Linked DNA regions of Macaca mulatta: all the other regions are linked to region 3. Evidence: chromatin contacts called from public Hi-C data. All regions are on one chromosome and are shown on one strand. Each heading gives the region's core, a stretch centred on a gene start, on an enhancer-like site or on the middle of the called end of the contact. The rest is flanking DNA. Distances are from core to core; before and after follow the strand shown. Region 1 holds the start of FBXO10 (F-box protein 10). Region 2 holds the start of TOMM5 (translocase of outer mitochondrial membrane 5). Region 3 holds the start of DCAF10 (DDB1 and CUL4 associated factor 10).

Region 1 (4,416 bases), core at 139-2,638, 240 kb before region 3:
AGACACAGTAGGGGTTCCATATAGCTGCTGAATAAACGCAGAATGAGATTAGAACTGAGGGAAAGCACAGCGCCTGGTAAAAGGTCCGTCCTCTCCACTACCCATTGCCAACACTCTGTTGGGTCCTGAGCAAAATCAAAGTCCTGTCGTCCTTCTGGGTCCAGTCTCTCCATTTGCAAAGGAGACAGCTGGATTAGATGGTTTCCCAGGCATCCTCCAGCTCTGACAGTCAATCACTGTACTCTGGTTTTTTTTGGTGGCAACACATGCCTGGCACTTTTCTCTCCCCTCAGAGGGAATCTGATACCCATCTGCTCAAGTAAATTGACGTTCCCATCCAGCCTGACTCATATAGTAGGAACAACAGGTTCATATGCCAATTGTAAAAGAGAAGGCAAAGGGGGCCCAGAATGAGAAAAAGGGAAGAGGTCTTAAAACCAAAACGGCAGTTTTCAGGACTAAAAATATAGAAACAAAAGTGATTATTCTGCCTAAAACAAAACAAAACAAAAACCAAAAAAACCCTTACGTGGGGCAATCTCTAGCTTACTAATAATGCTTATATTAACAGCATTATCTACTGAGGCTTTTGTGCTAGACACTGTGTGCTAAACCCTTTACAATTAATCCTCCCAGCAACCTATGAGCTTATTACCTCCTTTTAACAGATGAGGAATCAATCTGGCTCAAGGTCACAAAGCCAATAAGTGGCAGAACTGGGATCTGAACCCACAGCTGACTCGAGTTCTGGCTCCTCAAATGACTTTCCCCTCTGTTCTTCACTGCAGTCCTAAGAGCGAGGCAGGACAGGCGTTATCACTTTTGTTTAAAAATGAAGAAACCGTCTCTGAGAGGCTTGCGATTTGCATAAAACACACAGTGGATGCCCAGACCCATATTTGCCCCTGCGTTCCTAGGTGAAGGGTCTTCCCCATCCCAAGAGTCAGTTTCTTCTTCGACTTCACTTACACACTCGAAAAATCTCAGGGCTGGAGGCACCGCTGAGATACATCCTCGGCGTCCGGTAGTTTTACGGGAGGGGAAACCAAGGCACAGCTCTCCGTCTGGGTGCCTGAGCCTCCGGGTGCCGGGAGAGCGCGGAGCCGCGGGCGGCCTGAGGGCACCCCTCACGTTTCTGCCAGACCCCTGATGCCCGAAGCCCGACCAGACGCTCAGTCTCGGCCAGGACCGAACGGCGTTTCCTGGGTCGGTCGCCTGGGGAAGCGCCCCGGGTCCCCTCCCCCGACGCCCAAGTTCGCCCGCAGCCTCTGCGCACCGGCCGCTTACCTCGCAGGGCGCTCGCCCACCACGGAGTCCGGGCCGCGGCCGCCCGTGCCCTGGAAGCCACCCGCCACCCGCCCCGGAGCCGCAGCAGCCGGTAGGACTGCGGCGTGCGGCCAGCCCCGCCCGGGGGCGGACAGCTGCCTGGGGATCGTGTGGGGCCGCGGCCGTCACGTGACGCGCAAGGCGGCGAAGGATGCCGGGAGCAGCTGGCTAGCCGGGGCTGGGCTTCCCGACCACCGCGCAGAAAAGCTGTATCTGCCGGAGGGGCACCGGGAGGTGGGAGGAATGGAGACCAGGAGGGGGCGCGTGGGTCTTCGGGTACTGCAAAGGCGAGCTTGCGGAAGGACGATTCAGGCTCGTGTTGCGTGGCCCCAGAAGGGGCAGAAATAGAACCAGTGGGTGGAAACTGCAGGGAGACATGCTAAGGCCAATACGGTGTAAATAAGATTCCTGCGAGCACCAGTTATCTAACAGTATAAGGAGCAGTTTCCAGGGGTGCTAGGCTCCCTGTAGGTGAGCATGTAGGGGCTGGGTTCATTCATTGAACAACCTGACCATTGGCTACGTCCAGACAATATACTAGGAGTACATATTAAATTAGTTGTATGTATGGCGCTTAGCATAATGCCTGCCACAAAGTAAATGCTGTATGTTTGTTGCTGCTGGTGCCGTTACTATTACGAGCACAAAACTGAACAAAGCAGGTATGGTTCCTATTCTCCTTAAGTTAATTCTGTAGTGGAGAAAGTAGACAGTAATCAAGCGTCATTTAAACCAATATGTCTTTAAAATTGTAGAAAATGTACGGAAGGAACTGTAATTTATAAATAGGGGCCAGGTGTGGTGGTTCATGCCTGTAATCCCAGCGCTTTTGGAGGCCAAGGCTGGAGGAAAGATCGCTCGAGCCCAGGAGTTCGAGGTTAACAGTGAGCCATGATCATGCCACTGCACTCCAGCCTGGGTGACAGGGTGAGCCTCTTGTTTCAAAAATAAAACTAAATAAATTAGGGACCAAGGAAGGGTAGTCAAGGAAGACCTCTCAGAGTAAGATAAAGAGCCAAATGGAAGCGGGGCAGGGTAAGCCCTGTGAAAGCTCTTGGGCCAAGTGGATTGGGCTGAAGGAGAAAAGATTGCTCTTTGTGGAAATGGAAAACGTCTAGCTTCTCTGAAGCTTTTTAACGGGGAGAAGTGAGATCAGAAAGGTAGGCAGGGGCCAGATCATGCAGCACTTAGTAGGCCATGATAAGGATTTTAAAATTGTATGTAACAGGAAGCCACTGAAGGGGTGGAGGATTTGATACCTTTTAAAACAGTATGTCAGCTACTATGTGAAGACAGGAGTTAAGAGTGGAAGCAGAGATTGGTAGCTTAACCTACTTACTGGGCCCATGGAGGTGATATTTATTGAAATGGGAACTATTGTAAGGGGAACATATTTGGAAGTGGGGGCAGATCAAGAACTCCCATTTGAACTTGTTAAATTTGACACTGTCAGTTAGAATGGCTATTAACAAAAAGACAAAAAAAATAACAAATGCTGGTGAGGACATGGAGAAAAGGGAACTCTCATACACTGAATTATACAGCCATTATAGAAAAATGTATGGAGGTTTCTCAAAAAACTAAAACTAGAACTGTCATATGATCCAGCAGTCCCACTGCTGGATATTTATCCAGAATGTAAATCAGCATATCAAAGGTATGCCTGGATCCCCGTGTTTATTGTAGCACTATTCACAATAGCCAAGATATGGAAGCAACCTAAGTATTCATCAACAGATGAATGGATAAAAAGAATGTGGCATATATACACAACAGAATACTATTCAGCCTGTCATTTGCAGCAACACAGATGGAACTAGACGTCATTATGTAAAGTGAAATAAGCCATGCATAGAAAGACAAATATTGAATGTTGTCACTCATACGTGGGAGCTAAAAAGTTGATCTCATGGAGTTGGCAAGTAGAATGACAGTTACCAGAGAGGCTGGGAGGGGAAGGGGATAGAGAGAGGTTGGTTAATGGGTACAGAAGTGGAAAGAAGGAATAAATTTTAGCATTCGATAGCACAGTAGAGTGACTGTGACTATAGTTAACAATAATTTATTGTATATTTCAAAATAGCTAAAAGATTTAAATGTTTCCAATACAAATAAATGATACATTTTTGAGATGGATATCCTAAATACCCTGATTTGATCATTACACATTGTATGCATGAGTCAAATATCACATGCACCCCATAAATATATATAATTATCAATTAAAAATAATTTTGAGATGCCTGTGTGTCATCCAAGTGGAGTGATTTAAAAAGCAGCTCACGGCCGGACATGGTGGCTCACACCTGTAATCCAAGCACTTTGGGAGGTTGAGGCGGATGAATCATGACATCAGGAGTTTGCGACCAGCCTGACCAACATGGTCAAACCCTGTCTCTACTAAAAACACAAAAATTAGCTGGGTGTGGTGGCGTGTGCCTATAATCCCAGCTACTCAGGAGGCTGAGGCAGGAGAATCGCTTAAACCTGGGAGTTGGTGGTTGCAGTGAGCCAAGATTGTGCACCACTGTATTCCAGCCTGGGCGACAGAGTGAGACTCCGTCTCAAAAAAAAAAAAAAAAAAAAAAAAAAAAGCAGTTCACAGGTAATCCCAGCTACTCAGGAGGCTGAGGCAGGAGGCAGGAGGATCACTTGAACTCAGGAGTTTGAGACCAACCTGGGCAACAAAGCAAGACCCTGTCTCTTGGGGGGGAAAAAAAAAAAAAAGCAGTTGGATATAGACCTCTGGAATTTACAAGAGAATATCAGCTACAGAAACATAATTTACCAAGAATACTATGAAAAAGAAATTATTACACCAAATTGTGGACTGAAATAACTGACCCCGTGATCCTACTGACCTTTTTCAGTCCCTGGTTCTATAGAATATATTCCATAAAAATGTATTCCATCTATTATTACCATATGATGAATGTGGTATGATTCTAGGTGAGGTCTAAGTTACCATGTAGTGTTCTCTTTTATAAATGGGAAAACAAAACACTAAAACCTAAAGCCAACAATTTATTTTAAGACACAAAGTTGTGCAGTAGCTAGGTAGAGTAGAAAGACCACAGGGGTAGTCTCACA
Region 2 (5,003 bases), core at 1,801-4,300, 220 kb before region 3:
CGGTGTAAAAGTGTTGTGACCAAAAAAAAGTTACTCAAATCACCTTCTTTCTCAATACTCATACAAATAGAACACTTTGTTATTATTTTTTTTTTCAGTCCCCCGAGTAGTTGGGACTATAGGCACATGCCACCATGCCTGGCTAATTTTTGTATTTTTTTAAAAGACGGGGTCGCCATGTTGCCAAGGCTGGTCTTGAACTCCTGAGCTCAAGCAACCTGCCCTCCTCAGCCCCGCAAAGTGCTGAAATTACAGGCATTGAGCCGCTGCACTCAGCTCAATTTGTTAATATTAAACTGAAGACACTGAGATCTGTCAGAAGCTGATAAAGTCAGCAGTATATCCAACCTTTTCTACTAATTCTTAACGACAGAAAAAAATCCGTGAAATAATCAATGGATAAGCAAAATGTGATATATCCTTCCAATGGAAACTTATTTAGCCATCAAAATGAAGTTCTGACACATGCTACAACATGGATGAATCTTGAAAACCTTATGCTAAGTGAAATAAGCCAGACACAAAAGGCCATGCATTTGACAATTTCATTTAAATGAAATATCCAGGGCCAGGTGTGGTGGCCCACACCTGTAATCCCAACACACTGGAAGGTAGAAATGAGAAGGATTGATAGAGCCCAGTAGTTCGAGACCGACCTGGGCAACAAAATGAAACCTCGTGTCTACAAAAATTAGCAGGGCGTGCTGGCGTGTGCCTGCAGTTTTAGTTACTCAGGAGGCTGAAAGTAGTTGGATCACTTGAGCCCAGGAGGTCGAGGTTGCTGTGAGTCACAATCACCGCAGCCTCCACCTCTGCCCTCTAGCTTGGGCAACAGAGCAAGACCCTGTCTCAAAAAAAAAAAAAAAATCCAGAATAGACAAATCCATAGAGAAAAAGTAGATTAGTAGCTGTGAAAGGCTGTAGAAAAGGGAAAATGGGGTAACAATGAATGCATATGGTGTTTCTTCTAGGGGGAAAGAAAATATTGTCAAATTGTGATGGCTGCACAACTGACTTTGCTAAAAACCACTAAATTGTACACTTTAAATGGGTATATTTTATAATGTACAAATTATATTTCAACTTAAAAGTGAAAATAAACAATTCATATCAAATACAAAGATCACTGAGAAGCAGCAAATATTTTACTGGCAGCTAGATCAATGAAAAAGGCAGGAGGCAGGAAATAAGTAAATTTGGGAGTTGCAAGAAGCTGTTGAAGTAGGATGACATGGGTGTTTCTGTTCCCCAAGACTTGATCTCCTGTGAAAGCAGAGTAATACCACAGACAGTGAAAGAGACACACAATAAGGGAGATCTCAGCCTAGGCCGAACATGAGCCTTCAATAGGATGACCTTGGTATGGCCTTCATTTATTTGAACCATCCCTGCCACTCCATCCAGACTGGCTGGCCAATAATATACTGCAAGGAACAATGGAAAGCATACTGAATTGAGAATGAGAAGGCAGGGCATTCGAGAACTGATCATAAAGCTGCTTCCAGTTCTTATGTTCAGTGTTCCTATAACTCTGATACCGTCCTTCCTTGCTAAGTCCCCTCTGAAAATCAAGTTTTCATATGTAAAATGATATGAAGAATCTTAGGCCCTGCCTCCCTCAAAGGTCCACTGTCAAGACTATATAATGGGAGTAACTTCCTGTCAATTGTAAAATATAGAAAAAAAAAAACCCTCAAATATTTGCATTAATCCTATAGATTCATATTCTTTTTTCCCATTTCTTCCAAAAAAGTAATCATTTACTTCACCCTCTATACAAAGAAACAGAGATGAAGCAAAACTTTTTGGATTTCAAAGGTCAGCACTTTTGAATGGGAAGGAACCTGGCCGCTGGTTCACGCCTGTAATCCCAGCACTTTGGGAGGCCCAGGCAGGCGGATCACCTGAGGTCAAGAGTTCGAGACCAGCCTGGCCAACATGGTGAAACACCCATCTCTACTAAAAATAAAAATATTAGCCGGGCGTGGTGGCACACGCCTATAATCTCAGCTACTCGGGAGGTTGAGGTAGTAGAATGACTTGAACTCAACAGGCGAGACTGTCTCGAGAAGGAAAGAGGAAGGAAGGGAGGGAGGGAAGGAAGGGAGGGAGGGAGGGAGGGAGGAAGGAAGGAAGGAAGGAAGGAAAAGAAAGAAAGAAAGAAAGAAAGAAAAGAAAAGAAAAGAAAAGAAAAGAAAAGAAAAGAAAAGAAAAGAAAAGAAAAGAGAGGGAAGGAACCTGGTATTGAGTTAAGAGTTCTGGATTTTAGGTCAAGATCATTCACTGAATCGCTGAGTGACCTTCCCTACTCTGGTTCCGTTTCTCTGTCTGCAAAACGAGGGAGTTCCTCTAGGGATCATTACTTAAGCTCTTTCAGCTCAAACATTCTTTTTTTTTGAGATGGGGTCTTGTTCTGTCACCCAAGCTGGAGTGCAGTGTCGCGATCTCGGCTCACTGCAACCTCCGCCTCCTGGGTTCAAGCAATCCTCCCACCTTAGTCTCCCGAGGAGCTGGGATTACAGAAGCCCGCCACCACGAACTCCTGACCCCAAATGATCCGCCCGCCTCGGCCTCACAAAGTGCTGGGTAGCATTACAGGCGTAAGCCAACGCGCCTGGCAGCTCAAACATTCTTAAAGCTGGGAGAACCAGGATGATTAACCACGCGCGCCGGGCCACCACGTGCACTTCAGTGCCCCGACCCTGACCCGCAGACCTCAAACCGCGCATATGCCCGTCGCCCTCAACGCGTACCCTCCTTGCTCCCCGCTACCGTTCAGCTCAGTTCAAGGGCCCCGATGGCCTGTAGGATTAGAGTTAAGGGGTGCCCGCCGGTGAGCTCCCCGCTAGTCTCACAGTCACAGCCCGGGAGACACTCACTGACTCGCAGCAGGGCCACGTAGATGAGAAAGTTCCGTATGGAGGAGATCACATCCTCGCGCATCTTCCGTTTCATCTCCTCCGGGTCCAGCTTCGGCGCGAGGCCCTCAATCCGGAACATCGCGGCTCTGACTATGCAGTTTCCAGATGCCGCGCTCTCCTCTTCCCAGTGGCCGCCTCGCGCCCGGAACTGGGCCTATCCCCACTTCCTGTTCCCGCCCCCCCCCTTGCCACACTGGACGATGGATACCTGCAAGGGACATTCCACGTCCTGACCCAGCGGATCTGAAGTGCGGTCTGAGGCGGGCGGCAGCAATCTCAGCAACGCAGACTTGGGTTTCTCCACGCTGTCTTTAATAACATCTATCTTATACAAAAATCAGCCCGACTCGGTGGCGCGTGCCTATAATCCCAGCTACTCGGGAGGCTGAGGCAGGAAAATCGCTTGAACCCAGGAGGCGGAGGTTGCAGTGAGCCGAGATCGCGCCACTGCACTCCAGCCTGGGCGACAGAGCGAGACTCCGTCTCAAAATAATAATAATAATAATAATAATAATAATAATAATAACAACAACAACAATAACATCTGTCTTGAACCTGGAGCGCTGCGCTGCAAAGTGCTTTTACGCCCTGGAGGGGGCTGTGCACATAAGGTACCACTGTAAACAGTGATAACTAACATTTATTGAATATTCAGTATAATTGTCACCTGTGAATTCGATATTATAATCGTCATTTCCTAGATTAGAAAATTGAAGCACAGAGATCTTTAAAACAATTTGCTCAAATGTGCTTTGATTTTTATTTATTTTTTATTGCTAATTGTTGTTGTTGAGACTGATCTGGAACTCCTGGGTTCCAGGATCCAAGCGATCCTCTCGCCCCCGCCTCCCAAAGTGCTGGGATTACAGGCGTGAGCTACCGCGCCCGGCCCCCAAATGTGCTTAAAAATACCTCAGAGGGGAAAAAGTATTGAGAGAGATAAATGATGTCAGCAAAATATTAAAAACTGGTGACTTCATATTAGTTAATTATTCTAGTCTTTCTTGACTGTGTTTGAAATTTTACATAAGTTAAAGAGACAAAGATGAAACTTTTTTTTTTTTTTTTTGGATACAGAGTCTCGCTCTGCCGCCCAGGCCAGAGTACAGTGGCGCGATTTCAGCTCACTGCAACCTCTGCTTCCCAGGTTCAAGTGATTCTCCTGCCTCAGCCTCCTGAGTAGCTGGGATTACAGGTGCGCACCACCATGCCTGGCTAAATTTTGTAGTTTTTGTAGAGACGGGGATTCACCATGTTGGCCAGGCTGGTCTTAAACTCCTGACCTCAGGTGATCTGCCCACCTCGGCCTCCAAAAGTGCGGTGATTACAGGCATGAGCCACTGCACCTGGCCTTTTTACAGATTATTGAAGCACAGAGGTCTTTAAAATACTGTTAGCCAAGTAACACAATATGTATAAAGCAAGTTCAAATCTGATCAGCATTTTACAGAAGAGTAGAAGGAGGCTCAGAAACCAAGTCCAGCTTTGGTGTGAGCCCCTTGATCTGGAACATCGCAGCTGAAGTCTAAAGTGCACTAAAGTCTGAAGTCATTCTGCTGGTGATGCACAGGACAGGGTTCTAATGCAGAAAATTATCATGTCAAGTTGAATTATCTTTCCCCTGCACCCTACTGCTCATCTGTTAGTCTTTAACAGTGCCCACATGAATGGACATCGCTGGAGTTAGGAGTTTGATGCAACCAGATTTCCTGTCACAGAAGCATCCAAACCGAGTGAGTAGGCTGCTGCCCCAAGTTACACAAGCCAACTAGCCATATCTACTTCTTACACACAAGCCCAGATGACTGAATTGCTCACATAATTCAAAACCAGAATGTTCCTTCTTGATTGCATATTGCATAGCAGCAATGGACTTTGGATAAATCAGGACAATTATTTACTATGAGAGCAACTAAAAACTATAAGCACAGTCACCTTTCTGGTTGACAGAATGTAAGACACTGGGGCAAGAAAGGAAACTCATTTGCTTATTCCAGCTTTAGCAACCTTTTGCATCAGTAATTCATGCAGTGGAATAGCAGAGGCAGCTCTGGAATGGGAGTGGCTGACTCCCAAGGAATA
Region 3 (4,576 bases), core at 290-2,789:
CTAGGTAACAGCTACAAAATTCGACAGCCTAGGCCTTCTAGGATGGGTTCAGTAGGACACACGTGCTGGCATACATATGAAGAGAGTGAACGCCAGGCAAGTAGGCTGCTACAGTAGATAGGACCCATCCAGGGGTTTTCCAGAGAAGTGGAAGCAATAGGAGATATACATACAAGAGAACATTTAGTATGGGAATTGGTTCATATCGTTGTAGCAGAGTCCCATGACCTTCGGTCTGCAAGCTGGAGAACCAGGAAATATGGTGGTGTAATTCAGTCCGAGTCTGAAGGTGTGAGAATCAGAGGAGCTAATGGTATAAAACTCCCAGTCCAAGACTGAAGGCCCGAAAACTGACGATGAGTCCCCAAGTCCAAAACCAGGAGCACCAAGAGTTCTGATGTCTAAGGGCAGAAGATGGATATGTCCCAACTTAAGAAGAGAAAGTAAAATCACCCTTCTTCTGCCTTTTTGTTCCTTTTCAGTCTTTAATGAATAGGATGATGCCTGTCCACATTGGTGAGGGCAGATCTTCTATTGATTCAAATGCTAATCTGTCCTGGAAATGCCCTCACAGGCACACACAGAAATAATGTTTTTCCAAGCTATCTGGGCATCACTTAGCCCAGTAAAGTTGATCCATAAAAGTAACCATCACCTATTTGCCATCTTTCATTTAAGCCCAGATACACAGACTGGCTATCTCAGCCATTCCTTGGGTAGCACATCCAAACCTGTTTCCTCTGAGTCTCTCTGTCTTGTGACAAATAGGTTTTGGAAGAAGTTGCCTGTGGTCACCCTGAACTTGTGCCTTTAAGAGTTGGGCACACTGGCCAGGTGCAGTGGCTCATGCCTGTAATCCTAGCACTTGGGGAGGCTGAGGCGGGTGGATCACGAGGTCAGGAGTTCAAGACCAGCCAGGCCAAGATGGTGAAACCTCGTCTCTACTAAAAGTACAAAAAAAAAAAAAAAAAAAAAAAAAAAAAAAAAATTAGCTGGGTGTGGTGGCCCGCGCCTGTAATCCCAGCTACTCGGGAGGCTGAGGCAGAGAACTGCCTGAACCCAGGAGACGGAGGTTGCAGTGAAGCCAGATCACGCCACTGCACTCCAGCCTGGGCGACACAGCAAGATTCCATCTCAAAAAAAAAAAAAAAAGAATGGCATGCCACCTATTCTGTGTGGCCTGCACATAATGCACTAATTTTTAATCCCTCGCTGATCCCAGTGTAAAGTGGAGACACCAGTACATACTCAGCCTCACAGGACTGACTGGTCAGGTCACTCATTTCCAGGCTCGCGGCCACCACTCACTGACAACTACAGACCGACTCTCTGCCACCCAGTTCAGGTGCCCAGATGCTAACGCCCCATATAGCCCAGCCCCCGGCATCCTCAGTCACTCACACAGGCAACTGCTCGCTCCCTACCTCCATTCCCGGGGCTGCGGCGCCCCAAGCCCGGCGGTGTCTCAGCTTTCCCGGTCCCCGGCGGACGGTGGCCGGGGGGTGGGGGGGCGGCGCGGGTTTCCAGCCGGTGACGTTAGGCCGCTGCACGCCGGAAGTGGCAGCTGAACGGGGGCACTGAGGTGTCGGCCGGCGGGGCAGTGGCCCGGAGCGGGGGGCGGGGGCGTTGGTCATGTTTCCCTTCGGGCCTCATAGCCCTGGAGGGGACGGATCGGCCGAAGCCGGGGCTGAGGAGCCGGCGCCCCACGAGGGGCAGGCAGCAGCCACTAGGCCGCCCTCGCCGCTACATCCCGGGGCTGATGCGACCCATCCCCCTCCACCCGCCCGGAGCCCTCGCCGCCCCGGCGCCCCATCGCTGTCCCCGGCCCCGCGCTCCGGAGAGCTCGGGCTGCCCGGAGCTCCGGAGTCCTCGGCTGCCTCCGCCCAGGGAGAGCCGTCACCTCCCTCCCCTCCGCGCCGGCGGCCCGGGCCAGACTGCAAGGCCGAGAGCCGGGGCCGACACGGCCTCTGCGCGGGCCTGGGCGGCCCTGGCGCCAGGCTGTTCGGGTGGCTGAAAGAGCGCAGCCTGGGCCGCGGGCTGTTCGTGGACCCGGCGCGGGACAATTTTCGCACCATGACTAGCCTCTACGGTTCCATCCATCCCGCGGACTCGGTGTACCTCAGCACCCGCACCCACGGCGCCGTCTTCAACCTGGAGTACTCGCCCGACGGGTAAGCGCGGCCCCTCGGAGGGCGGGCGCCCGCCTCCGCCCGGCTCAGCTGCCAGCGGACGGCAGTCCTGGGCTCGCTCCCCCGGCCCGGGCCGAGGTTAGCAAGGCCGTTTGGAGCCGCTGGCCTTCGTGCCTCCTGGCACTTTCTGAAGCGCATTCTCGCCCCCTGGAACCCCCAGCCCAGCTTTTTGAGGCAGGAAGGCGGGGCCCCACTTGCTCGCCTTCAGGACGTGGGCTCCGTGAAGGAGAAATGCCCGAAGCCACACAGCGGACCTGTCAGAGCCAACCCACAACTAGGGCATTCTGGGACACAGTAGGTGCTCAGTAAATACATTTTGAATAAATGTCCACGTTCTCCCCATCCTAGGCTCGCGTTTTCCCACCTAAACCTGTGTCGGGGTAGGAAGGCTGTAGATTCCTTGCACTCTGTAGCTGAACTTGCCATGATGGGACAAGTGCGTCGTTTGCTCAAGGAAGATACAGTACTAAGACACTGTAGAGACGTGGCTCTCATGATTTGGGTCATTTGTGAAGTCTCCAGGCTAGACTACAGCCTTTTTCTTGGCTGATTAAATATTTATTGTATGGCTTTGGTTTAACAGGAAGTTTCCAAAATCGTATCTATTTAAAACTTTCTTGTCAGTACACAAGTCCGCCATCAAAAGAAAAAATTTGCACAGTTCCACCATGAGGTGACATAGTTAATGTAATTCTTATCCCATCAAAGCCTCTCGGTTGCTGGTTGTTTACCCAGGTGTTCATTCATTCATTCTCTCATTCGGCGTGTATTTGTTGAGCACTTGCTGTGTTCCAAATGCGGGAGTAACCGTGCTGAGCAAAACCAGCTAATGGCACTGTTTTCATTGAGCCTGGGACTTAATGGTTCAACTAGATAGTAGACAGCCTTACCAAATAATGCATAAAATATATTTGTTAATTGAGATAAAGTCTTGAAGGAACCTGTTAAGGACTCTGTGTTCACGGATTCCCTGAGGAAGTGACACCTAAATCAAAATCAAAAAAATGAGTAGGAAATAAATTAGTCAAGATAGGGTTGGTAAAGGGATAGAAATATTTCAAATGGAGATGATTGGTATGTCAAAGGTCGTAGAAGGGCAGCATGTCATGTTACAGAAGGTTAAAAGAATAGGTTTACAAAGCAAAAAATGTTTACTGAAGACAGACCTAAAGTTGCTAAGGAAGGAGCAGAGGAATAGAAGCAGGAATTACTGTGCACAAGTAGACTCTCTTCCATTTCAGTGATGCAAGTGCTTCCTAATCACATGTGGTGCTGGGATCTCGGGGGTCTCAACAGCAATTGGTTGGAGCATGTAGTAGTGGATGCACACCTGAATAAGGTGGAAAACTGGTGAGAGGAGAAACTATTTTGCTGAAACTTATTCATGGAACCTCGCAGCCTCCTTCCTTCAGCCAAGCCCTATTCCTAAAGTTTCCCTCAAAACACTAACAGTCTGTTCTCAAATATTGAATTTCTCTCTTCATATCCCGGCCCCTTTCCTCCCAGCCTCCTACCGATACTTTCAGGAATTCAGAGGTAGCTATTTCTACTTTTTGGATATGGGATTTTAGGTGGGAGTATAATGAGAAGAACAGATTTTAGAGCTGTAAGAATAAGGGATATATTGCTTAAAGTTTTTGTTTGAATCTAGAATGCATTTTCTCATAACAGTTTTGTAAAAGGTGGTTAGGAACTCTTGCACTTAATTCAATAATTTTAAATTACACAATTAACATATATGCTCATTGTGTAAAACCTAGACAATAAATGAGCAAAAAATACCCTAAACATCGCTTATGATCCCAGAGATTAAATGGATATTTAAGGAAATTTTTACTTTGTGTATGTTTATTTTAATATAAACATGGAATCAGTGTTTTGTAGCTTGCTTTTTTCCTTACAGTATATTGTGAACTGCTTATGTTAATAAATATATTCCTACAACATTTAACATTTTTCATTAGTTTAAATAAAACCTCTTTGAACAAATATTTTGTATTTATATCTTTAGGATAAATCCCTAGAATGAGTTATTGTTATGAAGATTTTTATACCTATTGTTAAATTGCCCTCTGCAAAGATCATACTAATTCTCATTACTATATTCTGATTCCTACATTCTAGACACATATGGAAGTGCCTGTCTCCTCATACCCTTGGCAACACTGCATACTGCCGTTCTTTTTCATCTTTATCAGGGTGATGAGTGGAAATACTTCAGTGTTTTAATTTTTCAGTCTTCTTACTTCATCTAGTATGCCCTACATTTGTGCAGGACTGAAAGTAATTTTACAGATAGATGACATATCTGTGTTAAAGGAGATAATTTATCATATCCTTCAGTTAAATAAGAGTTAAATCAGCTTACCGGGTAGCTTAACCACTGT

The links. Hi-C and Micro-C count contacts between places; a contact is called where the count stands out from the background.
Region 1: a Hi-C map of fetal cortex germinal zone shows a contact between it and region 3, with 2.7 times the contacts expected there. The contact joins the promoter of FBXO10 here to the promoter of DCAF10 in region 3. A contact is called at or near these places in 2 of 14 Hi-C or Micro-C datasets (fetal cortex germinal zone and fetal cortical plate).
Region 2: a Hi-C map of liver shows a contact between it and region 3, with 2.3 times the contacts expected there. The contact joins the promoter of TOMM5 here to the promoter of DCAF10 in region 3. A contact is called at or near these places in 2 of 14 Hi-C or Micro-C datasets (fetal cortical plate and liver).

The regions. Positions count from the first base shown.
Region 1 is chr15:62,030,166-62,034,581 of T2T-MMU8v2.0, reverse strand. It overlaps FBXO10 (F-box protein 10), which reads right to left and starts at 1,388. Exons shown (of 12, transcript XM_077965682.1): 1 at 1,288-1,388; 2 at 656-790.
Region 2 is chr15:62,013,110-62,018,112 of T2T-MMU8v2.0, reverse strand. It overlaps TOMM5 (translocase of outer mitochondrial membrane 5), which reads right to left and starts at 3,050. Exons shown (of 2, transcript XM_015117420.3): 1 at 2,880-3,050. The coding sequence starts at 3,000.
Region 3 is chr15:61,794,624-61,799,199 of T2T-MMU8v2.0, reverse strand. DCAF10 (DDB1 and CUL4 associated factor 10) reads left to right here and starts at 1,539. Exons shown (of 6, transcript XM_015117418.3): 1 at 1,539-2,171. The coding sequence starts at 1,633. It also overlaps a transcript of EXOSC3 not described here.